6 separate regions of the Mus musculus genome follow, and all the other regions are linked to region 1. The links are chromatin contacts, called in public promoter capture Hi-C maps. All regions are on one chromosome and are shown on one strand. The core of a region is the stretch at or near the end of the contact, and the rest is flanking DNA. Distances in the headings are between cores, read along the strand shown.

The links. Promoter capture Hi-C pulls out the DNA fragments that hold promoters and counts their contacts. Capture Hi-C pulls out chosen DNA fragments and counts their contacts.
Region 2: a contact with region 1 is called in a promoter capture Hi-C map of hippocampal neurons, with 2.5 times the contacts expected there. The contact joins the promoter of Lrp8 here to the promoter of Zyg11b in region 1. A contact is called at or near these places in 1 of 39 promoter capture datasets (hippocampal neurons) and 2 of 115 datasets of contacts at active chromatin or transcription factors (embryonic stem cells and memory CD8 T cells).
Region 3: a promoter capture Hi-C map of adipose tissue shows a contact between it and region 1, with 4 times the contacts expected there. The contact joins the promoter of Zfyve9 here to the promoter of Zyg11b in region 1. A contact is called at or near these places in 1 of 39 promoter capture datasets (pre-B cells) and 1 of 9 other capture datasets (adipose tissue).
Region 4: a promoter capture Hi-C map of adipose tissue shows a contact between it and region 1, with 4 times the contacts expected there. The contact joins the promoter of Magoh here to the promoter of Zyg11b in region 1. A contact is called at or near these places in 6 of 39 promoter capture datasets (3T3-L1-derived adipocytes, frontonasal cranial neural crest, maxillary cranial neural crest and 3 more), 4 of 484 Hi-C or Micro-C datasets (muscle stem cells, neutrophils and uterus), 9 of 115 datasets of contacts at active chromatin or transcription factors (the NIH/3T3 cell line, bone marrow-derived macrophages, embryonic hindbrain and 6 more) and 1 of 9 other capture datasets (adipose tissue).
Region 5: a promoter capture Hi-C map of adipose tissue shows a contact between it and region 1. The contact joins the promoter of Cc2d1b here to the promoter of Zyg11b in region 1. A contact is called at or near these places in 13 of 39 promoter capture datasets (3T3-L1-derived adipocytes, the C10 cell line, HPC-7-derived erythroid cells and 9 more), 3 of 484 Hi-C or Micro-C datasets (B cells, CD4 T cells and pre-pro-B cells), 10 of 115 datasets of contacts at active chromatin or transcription factors (astrocytes, bone marrow-derived macrophages, effector CD8 T cells and 7 more) and 3 of 9 other capture datasets (adipose tissue, liver and pancreatic islet).
Region 6: a contact with region 1 is called in a promoter capture Hi-C map of liver, with 2.0 times the contacts expected there. The contact joins the promoter of Podn here to the promoter of Zyg11b in region 1. A contact is called at or near these places in 10 of 39 promoter capture datasets (the 3T3-L1 cell line, 3T3-L1-derived adipocytes, the HPC-7 cell line and 6 more).

What each region holds. Positions count from the first base shown.
Region 1 is chr4:108,299,097-108,303,271 of GRCm38.p6, reverse strand. Zyg11b (zyg-ll family member B, cell cycle regulator) reads left to right here and starts at 2,182. Exons shown (of 14, transcript NM_001033634.3): 1 at 2,182-2,381. The coding sequence starts at 2,352.
Region 2 is chr4:107,800,177-107,804,351 of GRCm38.p6, reverse strand. Lrp8 (low density lipoprotein receptor-related protein 8, apolipoprotein e receptor) reads right to left here and starts at 2,093. Exons shown (of 20, transcript NM_053073.3): 1 at 1,834-2,093; 2 at 982-1,101. The coding sequence starts at 1,939. It overlaps Lrp8os3 (low density lipoprotein receptor-related protein 8, apolipoprotein e receptor, opposite strand 3), which reads left to right and starts at 2,288. Exons shown (of 2, transcript NR_168096.1): 1 at 2,288-2,588.
Region 3 is chr4:108,778,970-108,783,144 of GRCm38.p6, reverse strand. It overlaps Zfyve9 (zinc finger, FYVE domain containing 9), which reads left to right and starts at 2,306. Exons shown (of 19, transcript NM_001384118.1): 1 at 2,306-2,692.
Region 4 is chr4:107,877,834-107,882,008 of GRCm38.p6, reverse strand. Magoh (mago homolog, exon junction complex core component) reads right to left here and starts at 2,254. Exons shown (of 5, transcript NM_001282737.1): 1 at 2,064-2,254; 2 at 1,058-1,116. The coding sequence starts at 2,151.
Region 5 is chr4:108,618,249-108,622,423 of GRCm38.p6, reverse strand. It overlaps Cc2d1b (coiled-coil and C2 domain containing 1B), which reads right to left and starts at 2,468. Exons shown (of 25, transcript NM_177045.3): 1 at 2,351-2,468; 2 at 830-912. The coding sequence starts at 895. It overlaps Gm12743 (a long non-coding RNA gene), which reads left to right and starts at 2,569. Exons shown (of 3, transcript XR_003955254.1): 1 at 2,569-2,658.
Region 6 is chr4:108,030,075-108,034,249 of GRCm38.p6, reverse strand. It overlaps Podn (podocan), which reads left to right and starts at 2,296. Exons shown (of 13, transcript NM_172874.4): 1 at 2,296-2,380.

The DNA of each region.
Region 1 (4,175 bases), core at 933-3,432:
TCTTTTCATGGCAGCTTCTTCTTCCTCTTCCTCCTTCTTTTATAAAAGAAATATTTATTTTATGTATATAAGCACATTGTAGCTGTCTTCAGACACACCAGAAGAGGGCACCTGATCAGTTTACAAGATGGTGTAAGCCACCATGTGGTTGCTGGGAATTGAACTCAGGGCCTCTGGAAGAACAGTCAGTGTTCCTAACCACTGAGCCATCTCTCCAGCACCCCCCTTCTTCCTTCTCCTTTTCTTCCTCCTCCTCCTCCTCCTTCTCTCTCTCTCTCTATGTCTCTCTCTCTGTCTCTCTCTGTCTGTCTCTTCCCTCTCATTCTTCTCCTCTCTCTCTCTCTCTCTCTCTCTCTCTCTCTCTCTCTCTCTCTCTCTCTCTCTCTGCAAACATCAATCAGCCAGGTAACTCAAAACTTGCCTACCTCTAATCCCTCCAGTAATTGGTTGTACCATTTTTACTTAACCAATAGCTTTAAGTTAAGGAACAAGGTTTGCACAACAAACGCTGGTAAATGAGAGAATTAGTACAGAATTTAGCATCACAATACACAGCCTCCCACCAAACAACCATCACTAGAGTAATCAAATCCACAGAGATTAAAAATCAGGACTATGCTAGCTTTGGGTGTGTCTCAGTAGTAGAGAGCTTGCATAGCGTGTGTGAGGTCATCAACTTAATACCCAGCACTGCTGCAACCTCCAACAAAAGGTAGCACAGTACTTGCCAAGGGACAGTGAGAAAGAATATAGGGATAGACATTCAGTTTTGCAAGAGCGGCAGAGTCTGAACAACTGAGGATGTTGCCCAAGAGGAGAACACTTGCACAGCATGTGCAAAGCCTTGTAGTTAATTCCCACTACCACAAACACGATGGAAACAATCAAGTGGCAGCCTTCTGGAGTGCCTGTTTGGCGATGGCTTCACCAGTACTTAATCCTGCCTGACCTGTATACTTGATAGTGATTAAAATGGAAGATGGTCCAGTGGCAAGAGGCTAGGGGGTTAGGTCTCCAGAAGTGTGCGCTCTGGAGAAACAGTGACACACTTCCTCTAACAAGGCTACTCTTCCTAGTATCACCAACCACCATGGGCCAGGCATTCAAACACAGGAGTCTATGGGGGCCATACCTATTCAAACCACCACAGCAGAGAAATGGAGAGTTGAAGCATACCTGGACTACATAGTGAAGGCTAGCCTGGGCTACAGAAAGGAAAAAGTATACAAGTGGAGTTATAGGTAGTCTGGAAGTCACTGTCAGTGATGGAAACTTATATAGATGTTCTGTTTTGTCCATTTACTTTGTCAGTGATTTGAAGGCAAAAATGATTAGTTAAATGAGCATGAAGAAGGAAATATCGGAGGCCTGAGAAGAGGGACTTGAAGTAGCTACCTAGAGGGTGGAAAAATATAGCATAGCTAAACACCATTTACATAAGATCAAAAGAAGGCAGCCAAGAGATGGCTCATCGGTTAAGAGCACTGACCCCTCTTCCTGAGTTCAAATCCCAGCAACCACATGGTGGCTCACAACCATCTGTAATGAGATCTGATGCCCTATTCTGTGCTGTCTGAAGACAGCTACAGTGTACTTGGATATAATAATAAATAAATCTTTAAAAAGAAAAAAGAAAAGCAGGTTAAAGAGGGAAAGCTCCATAGTCAAAATTGAGATTGTGGGGCCCGAGGATGTGACGCAGTAGCAGGCAGAATACTTGCCTAACATATGCTATGTGGAGGGACTCTTTCTCACAAAACAAAACGAAAACAACAGCAAAACAACATCATGTAACAGAATGCTAAAATCACTAAGAACGTTGACAACAAAAATTAATGACTAAAAAAAAAAATTAATGACTATGAATCAGAAGTTAAGTTTTGAAGAATGAGGGTAAGCGCTGCAGTCTTCTGGAGGTAAGATTTAAAGCTCTTCCAAACGGAAAGACTACAGCCTCGTCAGAGGGCGTTGGCCCCTTTAAGGGCTGGCGTTTGAGAATGGAGTCTACGCCGGGACGGGGCGGGGTCTTCAGGGGGCGGGACCACTTTGGGGCGGGGCGAGACATGCAAGGGAGAGAGGGGCGGGACTTCTAAGGGGCAGGGCGCGGTAGGCTCAGGGAGAGGGGCGGGACCTCGTGCGGGGGGGCGGGGCGCAGCAGGCGCGGCGAGCGAGGCGGAGTCTGTGTTTCGGTCAGGTTGCGGCAGCGGCTGCTGTAGTTCAGAAGAGCGAGGCCGAGGCCTGGGCCCAGCCCGGAGCCGCTGCCTGACCCGAGCCTCCTGGAGCCCCCGAGCCGGCTGATCTTAGCGGCGGGCTCGGGCTCCGCCTGCCACCGCACGCAGGACCGAGGCTGCATGCCGGAGGACCAGGCCCACGCAGCCATGGTGAGCTAGCGCGGCCTGCCCCCCACCCCCCGCAGGGTGGCCCGAGGACGCCGGGCAGCCGTCTCACCCTTCTTCCTGCACCCTCCCTCTGTCTCCTCCGGCTCGCGTTCCCCATCCACCAGTAGGAGCAAACCTCTTTGGGAGACATCCCTTAATCCCCCTTCTTTCCGGTGACACCCTTTTGTCCCCCGGTGACAGCCTCCTTCGCATTCTCCTCGTCCCCCCTTCCCTGTCTTTAACCCTCCCCTTTCTCCTCAACCATTTTAACCTTTCTCCTCTATGGTCGTTAGTCACCCCCACCCCCCACTTTTCCTTCCCACACTTTGCTTCCTTTCCCTCCTCGACCCTCTTCACCATTTTATCTCCGGCGCCCCCTCTTCCCCTTGGTCCTCGACCATCCGCATTTCCTCTGCCCCTTGTCGGATGTCCTCCGTCGCCGGCTCACACATCTGTCCCCATTTCCTTGTGCAGGTTTCAGAGGGCTAAGCAGGAGCAATTGGAAGGCAATTGCTACCCGGGAGCTGTTGGGCGGGTACATACAGATTAGTAACCTTTCTTTCTCCGTTCTGTTTTGGAGTGGGGAAGTGAGGGGAGATTGGCGGTATGGAAGAATAGTCTGGAAGCTTTACTACTTAGTGTCATTGCAAAAACCTGAGTGGGGTGTGTTACAGAGTACATCCTGTAGCCTTATGTGATTATCAGGCCTTTTGACAGAAATAGCCAAAAAGGGTTGTTACATTTTTATTTTGAATGTGTTTTCATGTGGAGTTACCGTTAGGGAAATTAAAAATCTTTTGTAATTTGCAGGCTTGACAGTTGTTGCTCAGAGCACATGATTTGTTTTTGTTAGGAGGCAGAGACCAAGGGCATTTGAGGTCTGAATATCAGCCTGGCAGTCAGATTGTGACAGTCTTTCGAATACCTTCCTCCGAAAGGTTGTATTTGTCCTGTCCTTTCTGTCCTTTCTTGGAGAAACCCTTTCTTTGCAAATTTTCCTCTGCTTCAAAATGGCTGTGACTACAGTCCCATTTTTAAGTGTTATCCGCGTTTTGCTGTGTATATATTGAAAGCATTGTTCTATCCTATACAAAATAAATGTTGATCTCTGGGAGGAAATAATACATTCTAGTCAAAAAGACTTGTTGATAATCATAAGTTCCTAGGTTGTATTTCCCTCCATCTGACTTTTAGGAAGGTAACCTACCGTCTGGTGTTTAACCGGGAAACACTCCCTCGCTCCCTGACTCTGCTGATCCTCCATTGTCTTTTCCCAGTGACTGCCTCTCACTTGTTCCACTGTTACTGTGTGCTGTTCTGTTCCTTCCCAAGGAGAGTCAGAGTCTGGAAACAACTGGGCCTTACTTAATTCCCTGAGTTCCCAGTGCCCAGGTCAGGTAGACTCTTGAATGGTTTGATTTATGATCTCATTTCCCCACCTGTCAAGTGCAGTCTTCCACTGAAATTTGAGGCACCTTGCAGACTACTCAGGGTGAGTTGAAGCGTCTTTTGGTGCAAAAAGGAGTAGAATAAGATGTAGTGATGATTCTTTTCAGACTAGAGAGCCATCCTGCTGGAGAAGGTACCAGGCTGTTAGACTTTTGGAAATGCAGGCCTTTCCACGGAGACTGAATGAGTTATTCAAAGGATGGGGAGTCAAAGGCGTGATTTGAGCTGGGCCTAAAAGATGAATAGAATTTATGTGGCTCATTTGGGAAAGAAGAAGAAAACTTCACTTTAAGTGTGACTGGGAAGAGATTTAAGATCGGCTGTGAAAGTCAGGTGCTCCTCTAGGCC
Region 2 (4,175 bases), core at 844-3,343, 500 kb after region 1:
TGTCACTGTGTTCCGACACTGCAGAGCCGGCCGGCCTGATCCTGTACACCTAACATCGGCAGGCAGACAGCAGGCCTCTGTAATGACAACTGAAAGGCCTCCTAGGAAGACGTGGCTAGAAGAGTGTAGGTTCTTGGTACCAGGAACTAAATTCCTTTCACAGCAGAGAACGCCTGCTGACTCCATTGCCGCTGGCCCCAAAGACACCCCTCACGCGCCCGCACAAGGGGGAACTTCCACCGGTTGCACAGGGTGTACAAAGGCCACGCTCAGCAAAGGCAGTGGGGTTAGCATTTGGCCTGCCTTCACTGCCGTTGCTCCGGTGGCTTCCAGGAAACACACTCTTCCTCCTGAGCCCCTCCTTGCTGTTGGCCCCATGACTCACACCCAGACTAGGCTGGCAGGAGGAAAACGCTCTCTGAAGGGTGACTCGGCAGAAAGGCAGCAGACTGTGACCAGGACCTGAGCCTACCACCCGGAGGATGCGCGCGGGGGTGCGGCCGGGGCGGGCCAGGGCAGGGCCTAGAGCCCTTTACAGCACACCGTCAGCCCCAGGATTGGCCGCTCCGGCCACAGGCCTATGGGGTGGTCCTTGCGCAGCCAATCAGTGGCCCCGGGGAGCCCATTCATTCATAAAACCGAGCAAGGAAAAGCCCCTCGTGGCCCGAGCTGCGTGGAACTTTGAAGTGCGCGCTCCCAGTGAGGCCCAGATTGGGGATCCGATCCATAGAGCTAAGAGGTGTGCAGGGGCTGCCGCGTCCACGCCCACAGTCTCGGGCTAGTAGCTTCAGCAAGCCGCGCTGGGCTCCACCCTAAGCAGGACACGCCTGCCACCCAGCTCCCGCCGACAGCTGAGCCACCCATCCCAGAACAAGGCCGCCAGCCTGGGGCAGGTGGCCCCATGACGGATGCAGCCACGTGCGCAGCGGAGCATGATCCCCCCCCCCCCCCGTTTCCCCTCCCCTGGTCGCCGCGACTCACGGCAGTCGTCCTCGTCGCTGTTGTCCGAGCAGTCGTTGTCCTCATCGCATCTCCACACCAAGGGAATGCAGCGCTCGTTCCGACACCGAAACTGGTCCTCTTCACACTCCTTGACTGGCCCTGCGGGGGTTGGGGGCGGTGAGCTGGGTCACTGCACAGGAGCCCGCTCCCCACCCTGCAGCCCTGGCTGCCGAGAAGTCCAGCGGGTATGGGAAAGGGGGAGATATCGGTGAGCTCTGGATCTCCAAGCACCTTAATTCCGAGAAAGGACAGGATGCCACGGGTCCTCCACTGCAGGACCGACTGATGGCACAGCGAGACCCGACAAGCGCTTAACGGCCCGTGGCTATACCCCGCCTTCAGACACATTCACCCTTACACACAACGCCAAGTCAGGTCCACACAAACCTAGTCTGCGGGAAGCCCCGCACACTGGCGACACGCACCCGGTGCAGGGGCTCAGTCCCTTCACAACCTGTCAGTCTCCTCGGCCCACAGGGGTCCCCGGAAACGCATTGTCAGAAAAGACTGTACCACTTCGCTCATCGCCGCTATGGAGCGCGCGTGTCAAATTAAACCAAACCCCAGACCCTGAAGGACTACCCCCCGCAAAGTTCACGGGCCGGGGGGGGGGTGCCCGGCGCCCATCCCCCATTAAGAGGGTGCCCGGAGCTGGGGTAGAGCTTCGGTAACCAAAACCGTGGGGGTAGCGGGGAGGAGGTCCAAGGCAAATCCAGGGAGCTAGGGTCCCCGGAGCCTCTCTATCGGGACCTCGCCGTACAGCAACCCCCACCGCCGGCCGCGCTTTGTTGGTTGGCGGCTGCGAGCCGGCCCGGGAAGCGCCGTACGCACCTTGGCCGCCCGGCAGCGGATCCGCTGCGGAGAGATGCTGAAGCTGCAGCAGCAGCAACAGCAACAGCGCCAGCGGCCGGAGCGCGCCCAGTTCTGGGCGGCCCATAGCGGGCCCGGGGCTCCGGCCGCCGCGCCCCGAGACCCCCGCGCCGCCGCCGCGCCTCAGCCCGCCAAGTCCTTGCCGCGGCGCCGGGGCTGCCGCTGCCGCCGCCGCCACCACCACCGCTGCCGCCCGCCCCGGCTCCCCGGCTGCATTTCAAGCAGGTTCGGTGACGCTCGGCGGCGGGGCGGGCTCAGGCTGGGCGCGCGGCCCCGGCCCTGGGCAGCCGCCGCCGGCGCGCGCGCTCCCTCCCGCCGCCGCCTCCGCCCCACGCTCCTCCCGCCGCCGCCTCTTCTCCTCCCCCGCCTGTCCTTGTCCCCTCCTCTCTCGGTCCGAGCCCCATGATCCTGCTCTGTGTGCGCGCAGGTGCTAAGAGCTGTAGACGCTAGGACGAGCCCGGCTAGGCTCTGGCCCCCCTGGTTTCCCCGTGGAGGTGGCAAGAGGGTGAGAGAAGGAGGCGTATGGAGGAGAGCCCGAGCTCGGGAGAAGGAGACTCACAAGCCGTTGCAGTGAACGCGCAGAGCGCGGGAAGGCTGAAAGCATTGCCAGGGAGAATCTAGGGGTGCTGGGCAAGACCTGTCATAGCTTCAGATTAGATGAGTCGCTTTCTGCGACCGTGTGCATCTGTGATTATCACTGTGTGATCCTGAGAGAGGTGAGTGTCTGGTGCACAGACTGTTATCCATATTCATCCTTCTCTGTTGGACCCCGCAGAGGAGCAGATCAAGGGCCCTGAAGACATGGCAAGGTAACCCTTGCTGCTGCAGAGAAGGGCAAGGACTGTGGAGGCCCAGATGTGTCATCCTTGCCGCCAGAGGCAGCACATCTAGTGTCTCTGGGCTCCACTAGCCTCTGCACAAAGAAGGCCCCTCCTCTAGCAGTGCGACCCCACCTCCCCTACTCTTCCTTGTCAGAAGGGCAACGCTTAGACTGGATTTCAGCCACCTGCCGGTGAGCCTGGCCCAGCAGCACAACAATCTCAGAGTGTGATTCTTGGGCACGGGTTGTAAACCAGGCCCGCGCGAGGGTGCCAAGGCCCAGTGTTAAATAGGCCCTCTCTCTTCAGAAAAAAAAAAAGGAAGAAAGAAAGAAAGAAAGAAAGAAAGAAAGAAAGAAAGAAAGAAAGAAAGAAAGAAAGAAAGAAAGAAAGAAAGAGAGAAAGAGAGAAAGAGAGAAAGAGAGAAAGAGAGAGAGAGAGAGAGAGAGAGAGAAAGAAAGAAAGAAAGAAAGAAAGAAAGAAAGAAAGAAAGAAAGAAAGAAAGGGAAAGAGAGAGAAAGCAAGCAAGCAATCGTGGAAGCTGTGATTCCTATGCCAAGCTGGATGGGTGCACAGCCCCGCTAGGTCAACAGTCCTCTCAGTCTCATATCTTCCCCCGCAAAGGGTAGCCCATGACAATAGCTATGGCAACCACAGACCTTGGGAAACCACAAGTGCATCATCCTTTGGTCACGTTAAGGCTCCATGGGTCTGGAAGTCCTGGCCACAGTGAGGGGAAGACAGACCATCAACAGAAGAAATCTTACACAGCATGTGCTGTGTGTGTTGTGCCCAAGGCTGCAGCATCGTAAATAAGGTACTTCCCCAACCTCCCGATGTTACATATTAGTTAGAAGAGAGAAATACAGAAGAAGAAAAAAAAAAAGAGTTCTATCACACTATCACAGCATCATAGTTGTGATGAGAAAATAAACAACATGAGAGCACGGAGGTAAGTTAGAGAGGCGATCATGTTTCACTGACAGCGAGGAGCCTGACCACATGACGGTCAAACGCATGCTATTCTTGGCAGAGGGAAGAGCAATGGAGACACATCCCATCGTGGTAAACTAGTGATGGGAGAAGTAAGCGCATGGTGGTGGGGAGGAGCTTTGGGGAGTCCACAAGGCCCAATCACAGGATAGCTTTGTAGGCCACAGTAAGGAGTTTGGATTTTGTCCCAAGCACAATGATACCCACTGCGACACCCTCGAAGGTTAGGATGGACCCCCTCCTGCAACCCAGATTCACCTGTCCAGCCTCACATGGCTTCTGCTCTGCACTCCTGGGAAACTCAGTCCCATTATCGGGCCTCAGGGAAGCTGGGAACTAGGCAGTCTTGATGGTTCCTTCTGTGCTAAGATGTTTGCATGGGGTAAAGTTTAGGCTACAGCTCAAAAGGATAAGAGCATTGGCCTTTGGGTCTGGGCCTGCCCTTCCTTCCCTGACTATATGGACATGGTTGCTTCCACTTCCGTGGTTCAG
Region 3 (4,175 bases), core at 1,057-3,556, 480 kb before region 1:
GGGAGCAGACAAAAGGAGACCTACTGTGGGTGCATGCATGCCTCCTGGGTAGTTGGTTCTCTCCTTCTATCTTGGGGTTCCAGAGATAAAACTCAGATCACTAGGTGTGGCCCTTTACCCACTGAGCCATCTGGCCAGCATATGACAGAACGATTTTAAGCAAGTTACTATCAAGCAGCTTCCCTCAGCAAGAGTTTGAATAGAAGGGAAGAACGTGTGAGGCAAGAAGAAACTGGTCCTGGGAACAAATGAATCATCTTCATGCTGTAGCTACACCCTAGACGTCCTGATTATTCACAAACAAATGTAGGTTTTCTGCAGTGGCAGTGAGCTTGGATTGGAAAGGACAGTGCCAATGTCATGTCAGGGAGCCAAACTGATGGAAATTAAAGGGCCCATGCTAAAGCACAAATGGTATCAATAGCAACTCACTCTAACAGTGTTCTCTTGTTACTGTAGAAAAGACTGCTATCAGACAGGAGACCCTAGGTTATAGGGACTCCTTGCGGCTTTTCTCTCGGTTGGATGCCCCTTGGTGGTGGTGCCGAAGTACTGAGTTCTTAGAGATGCTGTGAGGATGAATCACCATTTCCTCCGAGCTGGTTTCTGTCGTTACAAAAAGGGGATAGTGATTGTGTGTGTGTGTGTGTGTGTGTGTGTGTGTGTGTGTGTGTGTAATGTGACTCAGAGATAAGTGGCAAAGGCAGACTTGGGACTGTACAGGAACAGCTTTCATTGATGAGAAAAGAACTGCTAGGTTATATTTTTCTCTGGGTGGCTGCTCAATTATTACTTGAACAGCTCCTGGACTCCTTATGTAATTTCCCCATGTCTTGTTACTATTATCCCATAATCTAAGGTAAGGCAAGATTGCTTATAATATTTTATAATATTTTCATGCAGGAAAAATGTGCTGGTTCTATTTTGATATCTGCTGTGCTGTAGAATGTCAAAGGATCCAGTGTACTAGGTTCTCCTCTTCAGAGGAGGATGTTACATAAATGCACGAGTGAAATTCAGGGAAATTTCACTTAGACCAGGATGATGAGAATGACCTTTTGATAGGAACACACACACACACACACACACACACACACACACACACACGCGCACACGCACACACACACACACACACACACACACAGACACACACGAGCGGGGTTGGGGAGTGTGGTGGGATAAACACACACAGATGGGCACAATCTCCAGATTAAGAATGACTAAGTAAGTGTTAGGGTGTTCTGGAATTAACAAAAATTGGAACTATAGGCCCGTCCTTCCATCCCCAACCTTCACAACCAGCTAGGCAGGCAGGAGAAAACAGAGGTTCAAAAATATTACATAACTTGCCAGGGTCATAAAACTCTACATGATGTAACTGGAACCAGTGGCATCAGGATCTGCCTGACACCAAAGTCCTTGCTTGTTCCAGTATAGCTCCCAGAAACAAAACCAACCAACCAACCAACCAAACAAACACAGTATTTGGGAATTTGAGGGACCAGGGGATTTAAAATTTTTTTTTTCTTTTTCCTATTTCCCTTCTGACAGTCTTTAGTTGTGACGTTATGTTAGCATCCTAGAGGCTGGGCAAGATCAAACAGGAGGCATTTGTAAACAAAATGACTGCATAGCCTTTAATATAACCACAACAATTTCCTTCTTTCAGAGTTTTTATCTAGGATTTGATAAGGGGTGGGTGACCCAGAAGTGGTAGAGGTGGTGGCCAGGGTTAAGTTAGTAAAAGGATGAGTCTTTTCTTACCTTTAAGTTGTTTATCGGTTTCAGGACAACCCGTTGGTTATTCTCTTCTCTTTGTCAGCGTTTTTTAAATTTTGTTTTGTTTTGTTTGTTTGTTTTTTGTTTTCTCCCCCCTACTTTGTAGGTAAGGATAGGGTTTAAGGAATTCTATAGCACATTTCTGTAGTGAATCTGCACAGTAGCTCCAAAAAAGTTGAGGTCAAAGATGATTCCTTTATCTGCTTTGGGAAGGGATTGTGCATGTGCTTAGGAAAAGAAAAAAGGGATTTGTTCTGGGTCACGCTCCTTTCATACTGACGCACTGAGGGAATTAAAAGGGACCCCCTGTCTCCACGAGAAATGAACCGAGATTCCCTCACATTCCCGCTCTCGGAGACGAGTGACGAAAGCATTCACATACCTTCTTGGAGGGAAGAAAAAGGTGCTGGGGTCTGACGGGGGTGGGGTGTGGGGGGAGCCGACAGCTTCCGGCTCCCGGGAAGCCGCGTCAGGGGCGGGCCACGGGCCGCGGGCGGCGCAGGGCGCACGGGGCCCCGCCACCCCCAGGCCGCGCTGCCTCGCGTTCCCTGCCGCTCGTGCCCGGTGCGGCCGCCGCAGTCCCGGCGCCGTAGCGGGACGTGGGGTCCAGGGGGCGCTGTGGCCCAGCGGCGCGGGCGGCTGAAGCGGCCACCGCGGCGGCGCCCGAGGCTTCGCCGAGCCCGTCTGCCTGCATCGCCTCGGTTGTCCCGCCGTAAGCTGCGCCCCCGGCCGCGCTCGGCCGCGCTCGGCCGCGCTTTCCCGGACCCGCGTGGCTGAGGCGGCTGGAGGGGCGCTGGGCCTCAGTCCCGGCCGCTGAGACCGCAGCCCCCTCAGGAGTGCGAGGCTTCGCGGCGGAGCCCCGCTGAGGACGAGGCTCTCGGCTGAGTGACGACCCCCGGGCCATGGAGAGGCGGTGAGTGTGGCGCGCTGCGGTTCGGGGCTCGTCTGCTTGCGCCGCCCAGGGGTCCTGGCGCCAGCTATTGGGCCGGGCGGACGGAGCGTCCTGCCAGTGCGGCCGCCGCGGGCACCCCGGAGCTCTGGGGCCTCGGCCCTTTCTCCGTGGGTCCCCGGGAGATTGAAGGCGTGCGGGGGGCGACTAGGCCCCGAGTCGCCGGGAAGCCCTTAGCCGGGCCTGGGTTCCGGCGCGGCCGGGTACGTGAAGATCGGGCTGGCGGCCGCACCGGTGCCCTTCGCGTTTGTCCCGGGCGGGGCCGAGCGTGCCTTCCTTCCCAGGGCCCTTCGAGCACATCCCGGAGGGAGGCAGAGGACGCTTGTTTGCAAACAGCTTTGGCTTGCCTGCTCCGCGTACTGAGTCCTGCGGAGCCACCCCCTGGGTGGGGAGTGGTGAGTATTGAGGTGCAGAGAGTGCGGGGCACTCGGAGCCCCTGGTACTCCAGGAGTAGCATTCACGCCTCCCTTGCTGGAGACACAGCCTTTTGCGTCCTTTTTTGAGGTGAAATTTCATCACCTGCCGCTAGCTCATCCTTTCCTCCTTATGTTACATCTTGTCTCTGAGCGAGGTCTGCTTTGGAGAAAGCCCCATCCCATCTTTGCTATGCTAAGTTTCCTAGCTACTCACAGTTAAAAAAAGAAAAAAAAAATCTTTTAGGAAGATGTCTTTTCCACCTTTAGAGAGACAGGAAATGTTTTAATGCCCCAGTCCTTGGTACAAAAATGTTTTACTCAAATAGAGAACGGATGGCAAGAAGATTTTAAATCATACTAATTACCCTAATTGCAAGGACATGCCGAAAATGGGATATAAACTCAGTTGTACAAGAAAAATGATTTGTTTTGTTCTGGTAAGGATGTAAAAAAAAGTTAGTGATTGTAGTTTGACATTACACGTCAGATATTGGGTGCTTCTTGTTTATGATAAATGTGATTACAGGTTATTCTCATTTTTCTACTATATAGGACTTATATGTACATCTAGAACGTCAATGCATGAAAATATGTATATATAGTAGAAAATTTGGATACGCAGAGAGGTACTATATTGGCTTTCAATATGTACTTAATAACTGGAGAGAGATTACTAGTAATGTCATATGTTTTGATGGTCATTCAAAGTTTACAGTGAGAGTGTACTGATTTATAAAATTATTATTATATTTTGGAATTAAATTAAGAATGCCTGACTGGTCCACTTTACAGCCAGACATTTGTTTAAAATTTATAAAATATGTTACTAATTATCAGAGTTAGAGCCATCAGTTAATATGCATAGTTACCTGTAAGACTCCTGACTTAACCTTCCTACAGAGCGTGGGAATCTCCTGAGGTCTAAGGGGGTCATCATGTTGATGAATTTTGAGGACCCATTGTGTTAGTGTTGTAGCCTTGCCTTTGTCAGATCTTGTGTAAGCATTTTTAACTGTAAAACATTGGCTTGA
Region 4 (4,175 bases), core at 1,005-3,504, 420 kb after region 1:
TGAGCTTCTTGCTTTCACCTCCCCAGTGCTGACATATAAACATGGCTACCATGATCAGTTTCTGTGATGCTAAGGATGAAGCCCAGGGCCTCATGAAGACAAGCACTCTACCAACTGCTTCTGAGGAGCACTAGGTCATGCAAACAAACAACCCAAACCAAACAAAGAGAAAAAGATATGATGCTGATTCGGCATAAAATTAACTGCTAAATTGTATGAAGACATACTGTCATATCCTTAATGATATAGTAGAAATCCCAGCAGAATGGAACACATGACCTTTACTGAGATTCAGATATGCCCAAATGCCTATCATTATCTCTTACAAGCAAGAGTAACTATCCTCAGATTTAATATCTAGGCCATGATTTTCCTGATTGAAAGTATGGCAGAATACTTTGTCACATGGGCTTTTTATAATCAGGATTAAACAACATATTGTTTGAACGAGGTTATTCACACTCTGAACCTAGATGGGTTTCCACAGTAAAAGGAGGCAAAATGATTTGCTCATCTATGAGTACGCTGCCACCCCCATCCCCCGCCTTCTTCCACTCCCCAGTGTGTGGATCAGGAGGGGGCTCTGAGGTGGGAGAGTAGTAGTAAATGTCTATGGTTTAGCTCTAAAGAGCGTAATTCGAGGTTGAGACTTTCCCCTGATCCGTTTCCTCTTCAGAAGCAAAGTCAATGCTGTCTTCATAGTCTATGTACTAGGGACTAATATATTTAATTCTATGATAACATTTGGGAGTCACAGGTAGGTTTTCTTATCCTTTGTTTTACAGATGAAAACACAGAGACCAAGTTCAGCCAGAGAACTTGTTTTGAGGTCACATGGTCAGTATGGGGCACACCGAGGGTACAAACCAAGACACACAGATTTCAAACACTTACTAGCTTTTGATTCAGCACTGGGGGGGGGGGGGGAGTGAATCAGAGAAATAATCTAGCTGCTTAGAAATAAGTGCTCGCTTCCTACACTTCATCTTTCATTACCAGAGAGAACATAAGCAATGGGAAACCAAAGGCTAAGTCGTAGTGAAGGAAAGGTCTGTACCTCTTTCCTGATCATGACGTCATTTTTGTAATTGCTGTTGTTGGCGTATCGCAATTTACCTTCGGAAGAAAAAAGAAAAAAAAAAAAGAATGCAACGTATTAGAAAACATGAACAAAGCACCATTACCCTCCAAAGAATATGAGCTTTGCCTAAATTATATCGAATGTTTCAACCCATTTCCCAGCTGTGATAGTAGTGTTTTTGGTACTTCACTTGAAACTACTGAACAACAGAAGAAGGACCTGACAGTAAACTAGAGTCCCGGGAAAAGGCTGCCATGATGTAGCAAAAGAACACGTTCTCAGCTGTAAACAGGAATTTTAATGCTATCTTAGCTGCACAGAGAAGAACATGCTGATGTTCAACTGGGTTGGGAAAGGACTTTGAAAACTAAGGAAGCTGTATGCAAGCAAGCACTACAAACACCTGTATAGCGAGGCTCTTGACTAACATCACCCCCTACTACTGTCTCTCAGTCACCCCAGTGACCACCTGGATATGTCTGGCTCTTTGAGGTCCTATGACACTTGCTACTCCTGTAGATGCTTTTCTTCCTGTACTTCAAAAATTGATCCCTTTTCAATTACGGCTTAATTCAAATTCACACTCCTCAGACTGCTCTTTAAAAGCGACCTTACTTTTTGATCACTCCACACTACAAGAGATCGCTGTGGTTTCTTCCGGCTCTGAAACACATGTTCCACGAGAGGGGAAAATTTATTTTTGTTGCTCTGTCCCCAGACTGGAAAACAAACAGCCCATTCTCAGATGGACATTAAATCTTTGTTGAATGTAAGCAACCTGGCTTTTTAAAAAGCTACGAAGGAGAATCGCCAGCGGATGAAGAGAAAGAACCAATGAAGCCGACAAAAGAATGCCTCTTTCACGACCCAACAGCACGGTGGTCGGCGTCCCTTGCTTCGCTTCGCCACATTCCGCAGCCCGCCTTCTCTCCGCCCTCCCCGGGGCCGGTCCCACTGCCCGCAGCCGGGAGGCCGCTCTTACCGTCAGGTCGGAATTCAAACTCCAGGAACTCATGACCGAACTTGCCTTTGTGGCCCACGTAGTAACGCAGGTAAAAGTCACTCTCCATGCCTCGCAAGGGACAAGGAGGACGGAACTTTAGGAACGGATGACACTACCACGGCCTGCGGTCTACGTCTTATACTGGCGTAATGGTGGCGCGCGGAAATGACGTCTGCCACCGCGACACTAAGAGTTTCTCACTCTCCGGAGGCGGGAACGAGATTACCACGCCCCCTCCCCTAGACGCTGGGTCAAGATCGCCACGCCCCCTTGGTTGTATATCGAGAGTTCTGGAAGATCTTGGGATCCGAGAACTGCATCTGGGTTTCAGCCCAACACTGAGCGCTAGAGTCCTGTCAGGCGCAACCTCAATTTAAAGAGACAAGTGAGTCGAACGAGGTTATTCACACTCTGAACCTAGATGGGTTTCCACAGTAAAAGGAGGCAAAATGATTTGCTCATCTATGAGTACGCTGCCACCCCCATCCCCCGCCTTCTTCCACTCCCCAGTGTGTAGATCAGGAGGTGGCTCTGAGGCGGGAGATTAGTAGTAAATGTCTAAAGAGCGTAATGAGAGTTTGAGACCAGTGGCTGCATACTAAGACCCTGTCCCGAAAAATAAAGTTGGCTTTACTTAGCTGTCTTTTAAGAATGACTCCTTTCCCATTCCACAATGTTGCCTGAAACTTGCCTGCATTTAGCTAACATCCCTTTCTGCTATTTCTTTATTTTACGTGTAGGCAGAGTACTGCTACCTGATCCAGACTGACCTGAAACCACAAACCCTCCTACCTCATCCTCACGAGGGTCACCACTCATGAACGAGTTGCCTTTCATTCTTCCCTTTCAAGCTAACATGTCTAGATAGGTGTTGTGGGTCGGTTAAATGAATGTTGGATCCCTACTAGGCTTTTTTGTCTTGTTTTGTTTTGTTTTTCGAGACAGGGTTTCTCTGTGTAGCCCCGGCTGTCCTGGAACTGACTCTGTAGACCAGGCTGGCCTCAAACTCAGAAATCCACCTGCCTCTGCCAAGTGCTGGGATTAAAGGTGTGCGCCACCACCGCCCGGCTCCTACTGGTCATCTTATTTAGCAGCGATTCTCAGCCCTAGCCACATGCTGACAGAATCCAGTTTCACTGAAGCCTCTAAAAAAATACCCAGGTGAGAACTGGGCATGGTGGCCAATGCCTTTGATCCCAGCACTTCAGAGGCAGAGTGGAGTAGACCTCTGTGAGTTTAAGCCTAGACTGCTCTTTGCATAGTGAGTTCCAGGCCAGTCAGGACTACCAAGTAAGATACACACACACAAACTGAAACAAAAACGAGGTGGGTCAAATGTGGAGACCACTACCCAAGAGGTTCATTTTCAAGAGCCAAAGTTGACCTCTGTGAAAGGTCAAATTTCTGGTGCGGGAATTTTAAGGTCAAGTAGGTGAAATACGGTAAATTCTAGTCATAGAAGATTGACACACGACAGGTGTGGTGGCACATGCCTTTAATCCCAGCACTCAGGAGGCAGAGGCAGGCGGATTTCTGAGTTCGAGGGCAACCTGGTCTACCGAGTGAGATCCAGGACAGCCAGAGAAACCCTGTCTCAAAAAAAAAGAATTGACACACATCGTTACCAGAGATGTCGTCTCACCACTCTCTGCCCTGCCACTGGTTTGTTTCTTGTTCTCTGAGACAGGGTCTGGCTGTGTAGCCCTGGCTGGCCTGAAACTCACTATATTGGCCAGACTGGGCTGGGGTACAGATATCCACCTGCCTTTGCAGGACTCTAGAGGAGTCCTGGTATTAAAGGCGTGTGCCACCACCTTGCCTGGCTCCTACTGCACTTTAGAAAGATCACTTTGGTTGTCATGTAAGCCGACTGGAAAATAGGAAGGCCAGAAGTGCAATTGTTATGGAGATAGGTAGTCGTTAAGGAAATCCATGAAGGTAGTACTGTGGTGGTGATGACCCATGTGTAGGTAGTGGCTGCAAACTGGAAAATGAGTGGATTTGAAGTGAAATACCTTAACATAAAGGGTAGGTGTAATGGCTATTCCTGGTTGTCAACTTGACTATATTCAAAATGAATTACAATCCAGA
Region 5 (4,175 bases), core at 1,219-3,718, 320 kb before region 1:
CTTGAGAGATACTACCATACATGTAGCCGATCTTCTGTTGTGGGGAGAAGGGAGCAATTTGAGGCGTGCTTTCAGTGTATAACCTAAGCTGGCCTTGAACTCACAATCTTCGTGCTTCTGCCTCCTTAGTAGTGGGATGATGTACCACATTTAATCTTTTTTAAATGACCTATTTTTATTTTCTGTGCCTGGTGTTTTGCCTGCATGTCTGTCTGTGTGAGGGTGTTGGATTCCCCTGGAACTGTATTTACAAATGGTCGGAAGCCACCATTCGGGACCTCTGGAAGAGCAGCTAAGCCATCTCTCCAGCCCCCCAGATTTAATTGTAGTAAACACATAGCATGAAATCTGCTGTCCTACCTATGTTCAAGTGTGAAGCTAAGGAACATTATACATTCCCATTGTTTTGCAACCATCACTCCAACCCACTCACAGAATTCACACGCAAAACCTGATCATACATCTAGGAAACACTAACCCATCTTCCCCTTTCCACCTTATTTTCTATGTCCATTATTTTGACTACTCATAGTCAACCCAACCTTAACTGGTTCTGTTGCTGTTGTTATTGTTGTTTTGATTTTTCAGTTTTTTAAAATAAATGTGTATGATAGTTGTTCCCATATATATGTATGTACAGCATGTGGCTGCAGTGCCGATGGAGGCCAAAAGAGGGCGTTGGATCCCCTAGAACTGGAGGTGGCTGTGGTCGTAAGCCACTAAGTAGCAAGCAGCTCGCACTCTTAACCACTGAGCCATTTCTTTAGCCACAAATGTTTAGAGATCCATACTCCATGTGGACCCGGGGTGAAGGAGACCACATCCATACCTGCTTGGCAGTCTCAGCACCCTGGCCACTGGTCTTAGGGCCCTTCCGAGGTCTTGGCCCTGGCATCTTGGCAGGCTAGATACCTATCAGGTGTAAAGTTGAAGAGACTCAGACTGGAATAGATGATGATATATGGCCCCCAACAGTGGTACCCGTGGTTAGGGAACTTACTCCCACGGGCTAAAACACCACTTTATAATTAATAGCACAGAGGCAAGGAGAGGTAGGGGACGGAAGGCAGGGGACCACTGTCAACAGAGGGATATGGGGGGTGGGGGTGGAAACACAATTTCTGAACTGACTGGTGACCATGGAAGGCAGACTTATGGAAGCAATTTGAGGTACAATGGTTTGGAAAGGCTTTTAAAAGCAGTGCTGTCGCCGGGCGTGGTGGCACACGCCTTTAATCCCAGCACTCGGGAGGCAGAGGCAGGCGGATTTCTGAGTTCGAGGCCAGCCTGGTCTACAGAGTGAGTTCCAGGACAGGCTGTCTGTTCTGCAAATAATGTGTCTATTTACATTTAAATTAAAAATTCAGCTCCTCAGTCATACCAGACAGATTTCAAGTGCTCAGTAGGTGAATCTGATTAATGGGTACCACTGGGCAGCACAGGCATGGATCGTTCTCATCATCAGTTCCCGTGGGCACTCTGCACCTGATTCAGTATTCAGATCCTCTGAAAGGTGTCACAAGTGGTCAGCGGGTACTGTAGCACCACCTGTCCAGCACTGGAAGGAACTCATTTGCTCCTACCTCAGGCTTCAAGGAAACAGACCCATGGGCAGACAACGACCACAGAGCAGCTGCAGGGACAATGGGTGCAAGAGGCAGCCCCTTATCGAGGACATAGAAAAGACATCTAGGAGAGGACGATGCCTGTGCTGAGTCATGAAGTTTGCACACTGGGGAATAGCAGAACTCCAAGCAAATCAAACGAACTGACACCAGTTCTGAGGTGAGAACTGGCTTGGCCTACACAAGGAGAAGAAACGCCCAGCACCACGGAGGCATAAACCAAACCGTAAGGCTAGAAATGAAGGCATGAACTAGGGGAGAAAGAGAAACAGCTTTAAGGCTTTAAAGACACTTGGGCGTTAGACACTGGGAAGCATTATGGGTTGATGCAGAAGGTGCCCAGGGAAGTGGGAGATCATATAGGGCGGGAAACCTCAGCCCTGAGCATCTTGCAAATCTATGAAGAAGCGTGAGGTGGCGTGGGGATTAAGAAACAAGACACGATCCCGCGTCCGGAGCGGGAATCAACAGGGCTGCGAGGTTCCCTGGTGTGAGCGCACAGGCGTAAGCCACTCCAAGTGTCACATTTCGGACTGCAGTCAACAGCGAAGCGTCAGCCGGGGTGGGGTGCGGGAGTGAAGGAGCTCGGGAGAATGAGATGCTCCGCTGCCGCAGGCCGGTCGCGGCCCTCCCGATGCCAGGCTCCGCCCGGCCCGACCCAAGCCGCCTCTATCTCCCCGGCCGCCCCCAGAGTCCACACGCCGGGAAGCGGGCACGTGGCATACCTCGCGGCGGATCCGAACCAAAACCGGGCCTTCTCGAGCCCGGAACCGCCTAGCTTTCCGCGGCCCCCGGGCGGCCGCGGCGGAGACAGCCACAGGAAGCTCCCGCCCAGGAGGCGGTGGCAGGCGCCCGGCACGTGACACCACAGCCGGCGGGTCGCCGTGCGCATGTGCGCGGGGAAGCGGGCGGGGCGCGCCCACAGGTGACGCCGAGGGTGGGGCCGGCTGCGCGCAGGCATCTTGGAGCAGGTAACGCGATACCGGCTGGCGGCAGCGTCGTGAGGTGTGGCGTGCTGCGTCCTTCACCCACGGTAGGCGTGCCCCATTCCTGCCGTAGTTTCTCCGAGAGGCCTCTTACCTGGTTCTCTTCGCGCGCCCCGGCGCTTCCGCGTCCTACTGGCTACCAATAGGCAGCCGAGCCGCGTCCCTGTGCTGAGATCCTGGAGGATGCGGCTTCCTCCAGTCTGTGCAGCTTAGGCACGGAAAACCAGCTCTCTGGGAAATAGAGCTCCTTTCTAGTCAGAGGGCAGGACAAAACTTCAGATTAGAGGAACCAAAGCCCTCGATTAACTGAGGCCGGAGCATCCCTGCAAGCTGAAGGGTCGCCTCTACCTCAAGGAGTCCTGTTATATGGGGATTGATGGAACTGACCTGCAGATAGACCAAACCCCGAGATACCCCACACCACGTGCGTAGTCTCACTTCGTGGAGAGACTGCAGGCTTCAGTTCTGATAGATCAGTTCTGCAGCCCTCGTGGTGGCGCATGCATTAAATCTCAGCACTCGGGAGGCAGAGGCAGAGTCCTTTAGTTTGCCTGCAGCTGGTCTAGTTTAGGCCAGCCAGGGCTACATAGTAAGAACTCTGACTCATAAACTGCCTTACTAAGGCAACTTCCAGAAGTTGTCTTCTGACCCTACACAGATGCAGGCCTGCCTGCACTCCGACATTCAAATTAACACACACAAATAATACACAGTAGATAGTGATTCCTACAGCTTTGGGTTTTTTCATTTGATTGTTTTCAAGGTCACACAGACCCACCTGCCTCTACCTCCTGAGTGCTGGGCTTAAAGAGTGCACCACCACCACCTGGCTGGTTTGTTTGAAACTTTCGTGTACTCAATCCTGACCTTGAATTTGATTTGTAGTGAAGGATGACATGGAATTTGTGATCCTCCTGTCTGCATCTCCTAGTGCAGGCATTACACCTCTGGGACTTCTGAGGTGCTGTCGATGAGACACAGAGATTTGTTCCTGCTAGAAGCACCCTGCCAGTCCAGCTACCTCCCAGACCTAGTCATACCCGTGTATGTAAATTAACAGGAGATGTGGCCACTGACTTCATCTCCCATTCTGCAACAGTTCCTTTTCAGTGGGGATCTGTCCTCTTACTGGACTCTCACTCCGGCCTGCCACAGGCTCCCAGATCTTGTGTTTCCCACATAACAGACTCAAATGAGCCAGAGTATAATTTAGGAGATAGTTTATAATAATAGAACAAGGAGGGTTAAGAGTGGATAATGGCCAGAGGGACCAGTGCAGAAGGAAAAAAAAAAAAAAACTCACCACATGTAAGTGGATAATGGCAAAGAATCACCATTGTGCCAATTATGTCAAAATAAACTTTACACTGTTCTCTTTTTCTTTTTTTAAACAATGGGTATGCTAGCACAAGCCTTTTAAAAAATTAATTAATTAATTATATGTGAGTGCACTGTAGCTGTCTTCAGACACACCAGAAGAGGGCATTAGATCTCATTGCAGATGGTTGTGAGCCACCATGTGGTTGCTGAGATTTGAACTCAGGACTTTCGGAAGAGCAGTCAG
Region 6 (4,175 bases), core at 1,047-3,546, 270 kb after region 1:
CTTGCTGAGACAGCTTTGGGGATTCTGTCTACTTCCATCTCCTTGTCAGAGTGCTCTAGAGTTACAGACATATGAGCTGCAGTGTGTGGCTTTTACATGGGTTCTGGGGACCTGAACTCAGGGTATTAGGCTTGTGCAGCACGTGTTACCTGGTGAGCCATCTCTCCACCCCCACCCCACCCCTTTTAGAGACAGAACTTCACTGTATAGTCCAGCGGCCTCAAACTTGCTGTCTTCCTGCCCAAGCCACCTAAATGCTAGGATAACAGGCATGCCCCTTGATATTAGTCTGTGTTTCTATTGGACATCTCTTGGAGTTCAGTCAGGTCTGGATAACAGTCTTATAAAAGCAGCTGTCTTTTTTTTTTTTTTTTTTTTTTTTTTTGGACTTACTGTGAGACCAGAGCTGTGCAGAGAAGACCTGGAATTTTTCTGTTTAATGTAGACAGTTTTTAATGCATTTCCCTTTGGGCCCAGGTCTACTTGACCCCATACACTGTAGTGATCTTAGACTGAACAGATGCTGACTCTGAGAAGCAGCATGAAGGAGCCGAAGTGCACAGGTAGTCAGCTGGGTACCCATCCCTTCTGAAGGCCGGAGGGTCACCTCCGTTTCCTCCTGAGACACTCACAATCCCTCCAGGCTGTAATGTAGCTGGTGCCTTCAGCACCACACAGACACAGTACGTGTGTGGGCACTGGCTTGGCAGAGCTAGTTTTGATGGTAGCAGAAGTGAGTGTGTAGTGTTCTAAGTGCCTAGCCCTAAAACACCCTGACCCTTCCAGGTGTATTCTACCGTACCTCCCCCACAGGGCTGGCCAGGATGTTTAAGGACAGTGCCTGGCACTTCGTTGGCACTCAGCATGTGCTGATTTTTCTTGTTCTAGAAGATTTTTGGTTCATGGGTAAACCAGCCAATAGAATCCAGTTCTTTTAGCTCCACTTGAATCTAGGCTCTGTCCAGAAAACACAAGATGCATCTCTGTTGGGCCCTGTCCAATCTTGTGAATCATACCAACTTTCAAGTTTGAGCTCAGAGAAGATTGGAATTTGAGGCCAAAGAAGGCAAAATATTTCCCTTTCCCATTCGTGTTAAGTTCTTCAGTGATGGGTAATGGAAACAGATGGCTGTGGGTTCAAACACAGGCTCTATCCCTACCTACCTGCCTGTTTGCATCACAGACGACTTTTGCAATGGGTAGATGGGCCAGAACCCCAGCTCCGAATGATGATGTTAGTTACGCAGCCAAGCACAGGCCACATCCTTACTTATTAGATGGGGAAATAATCTTCCTTTGCAGGGCTGTAAGGACTAGAGACTAATGCATGGAGATATAAACTGACTGCCTGGCAGCACAGGAGGGAAAGGTCTGCAGCCACTTTAACCAGAGCCCTTTAGGGTCTCGGCAGTTTAGGTGGCCAAGTGGTTCCACATTTGATTTATTATCTTTATCCCTCTCCGAGAGCCAAGTAGGTCCTGCCCAAAGGCCACAGCACGTAGAAGACAGGTTTGTTTCACAGCAGAGGTGCCAAGTAGCACCCAAACCCAGTCTCACCCGCCTTTCCACCACGAAGCCCTTGGCGCCAAACAGTGTTGCTTCAGCTGCTAGTACTTAATGTGCCTGTGCTTGGAACCATTTTCAGCTCCTGGGAGCAATATGGAGTGCTCCCTGCTCAGTCCCTTGCTTTCTCCGCGACTAGAACCTGTGTGCTTGAAGACTCCGGTCCAGTTTAACTCTCCTTCAAGGTTCACCAAGTTGTGGGCCCAGGGCCAGTGGAGTGAGGGTGGATGGTGGGGAGGAGAAGGAGGAATTTTGACAGGAAGGGGTCCAGAAGGGTCTTGGCTGACGCAGCATTAGCCATGCTCCGGACCCTAGGGTGGGAGAGGGAACAGGGAAGGTACTTGTGCCCGGGAAGGTTGCAAACTCCTTGAGGAAGAAGCTGAGCGCGGAGGAACTGGAAGGAAGGAGCCCTCTCGGTTCTCCTCAGGTGCGGGGGGCCTGCCTGGGTGCGGTCCCAGCCCGCAGGCTGGCAGGCGGAGGTGGTGCGCTGGAGGCACCCGGTGTTGGGGGCGTGGTGCTGCGGCCGGCCGGGGCGGCGGCGCGAGCTCCCGGGAAGTGGGCCCCCCGCCAAGCCCGGCGCCGTGGGCTCGGCCCTCCCTCTCGGCGCCCAGCGGGACCCTGCGCCTGTGTCGGGAGAGGCCGGCGTCCGGCAGATGCACGCGGGGCGGGGGCCGGGGGAGAGGCGGGGAGAGAGAACCCACAACAAAACTTGGCTCGCTGCGCCCACGGCTCGACTTGAATGACAGGAGCCGGCGCCCGCGGAGCGCAGCGGACACCCGCGAGCCTGTTCCGCCCACGGCGCGGCGCGCAGCGGCAGGTAGGACGCGGGCAGCCGGTGAGCCGAGGGACCACGGGCCACCGGCTGCGCCCGGGCAGCTCTCTCTGACATCCCGCCGTGCTCCCACTGCCACAGCCGCGATAGGGGAGGATCGCCGTATCCCACCCTGTCGGGCGGACCCCGCGCAAGGGGCACGGTTAGGCACACCTCCATATGGGGTGGCGGCCCCCCTGCGGGATCCGGAGCAAGGGGCAGGGGACCCTTTTTTTACTCGATATTCAGTCCCTGCCTTCGGGCTCCTCCCGCTGCGCACATCTGGAAAGAATCTGCGAGCGGATGGGGAGGGGAGGTGGAGGCACACGGGCGGGTGACAGGGACTGTGGGGGCAGGTGGAACTGGGAAGGGGCCTGAACCTCTGCACCGAGAACTGGGACCCAGGGCATCCTGCGTCTTTTCACGTCAGTTTGTCGGGGGCTTCACCGAGTCCAACACCGACCTCTTTACATACAGAAACAAGCACAGAAAGGCAGATATCAGTCCCCAGGGAGCCAGGGCAGGTGAGGCGCACAGTCAAGCAGCGGAACTTGGTTTCGGCAGTTTAGGTGCAGTCTAACTAACACAGGGCACTGCACTCCGACCATTCCGTCTAGGCAGCTGCTTCCAGCGGAACACAGAAAGGGACAGGGCAAGGAGCACGGTCGTCCCCAGGTTGTGTGGGTCTCAGAACCACTATCAGCCTGGTGCAGGGTGGGGGTTGGGGTGGACCGGGATGGGTGAGTTGGAATAGCTGACCTGCAGTCAGGTGGAAGAAGGGGGTGGGGTCGGCTTGGGATTCCAGTGCTGGGGCCCCGGGTTGGGAGGCAGCTGCTGCTGAAGAAGGCGTGCAGGGAGGGCTGTCGCCCAGGCTAGGATGCAGGTGTGCAAGAGGTGGCAGGAGGATGAGCATTAGCAGCCTGCATGTCTGCTGGGGGAGGTGCAACCGCGCTCTGCCTGGCACGAAGAGGCACCTGGTCTGCTGGGCAGACCCCTGGGTAGGCCTTTCCTTCTCCACCTCTCCCTTTTGCCCTGGAAAAGCCCAAATGACCAGATCCCGGGCTCACAGGGCGAACACCACTGGGAAGGGCCCGGGCTGCTCTGGAAAAAGTCATCAATGACTGGTCTGGGGCTTCTGCCCCCTTCCGTACACTCTCGGAGCCCTTGGCCCAGTCTTCGGTGTGTAAGGTAAGAAGTGTCAGATGTCAGAGTCAATGACCTGTGCACCATGAGAGCTACTCTTTGTCCCTTCCGTCTGAATCCTGGGTAGGAGGTGGCACCTGTAGGCTTGTTGGAGCCATACAAAGAGTGTTGATCATGACTTATTGGAACCCTGACGACCCTCTATCACTAACGTCCTGCCATGGTGGTTGATGCCCTCGGCAAGCTGTGCTTTCACAGCCAATTTCTATTCCCCGTTTACATGCTTCAACACACCTGCCTCTTTCCTGCCACTACTCCACACCTTGTCCATGGTTTCCACCCGCTTTGTTCACTTGGGGGAACTCCTACTCAGCCTTCAAGAGCAGCTTGGGGCTATGAGCAGAAGATAACCATTAGTCCTAGTCTTAACTTTAATTGATTAATTAATTAATCTATTTATTTATTTACTTATTGTGTGTGTGTGTGTTCATATGTGCACGCCACACAGCGTGTGTGGGAGTCAGAGGACAACTTGCCAGAATTGGTTGTCTCCTGCTCCTCCGTGGGTCCTGGGATTGAACTTCTGGTTATCAGGCTTGGAGGCAGGCCACTAACCATGACTGGCTGGGCCATCGTGCCCTTGCTTTCCTCCTTTTTA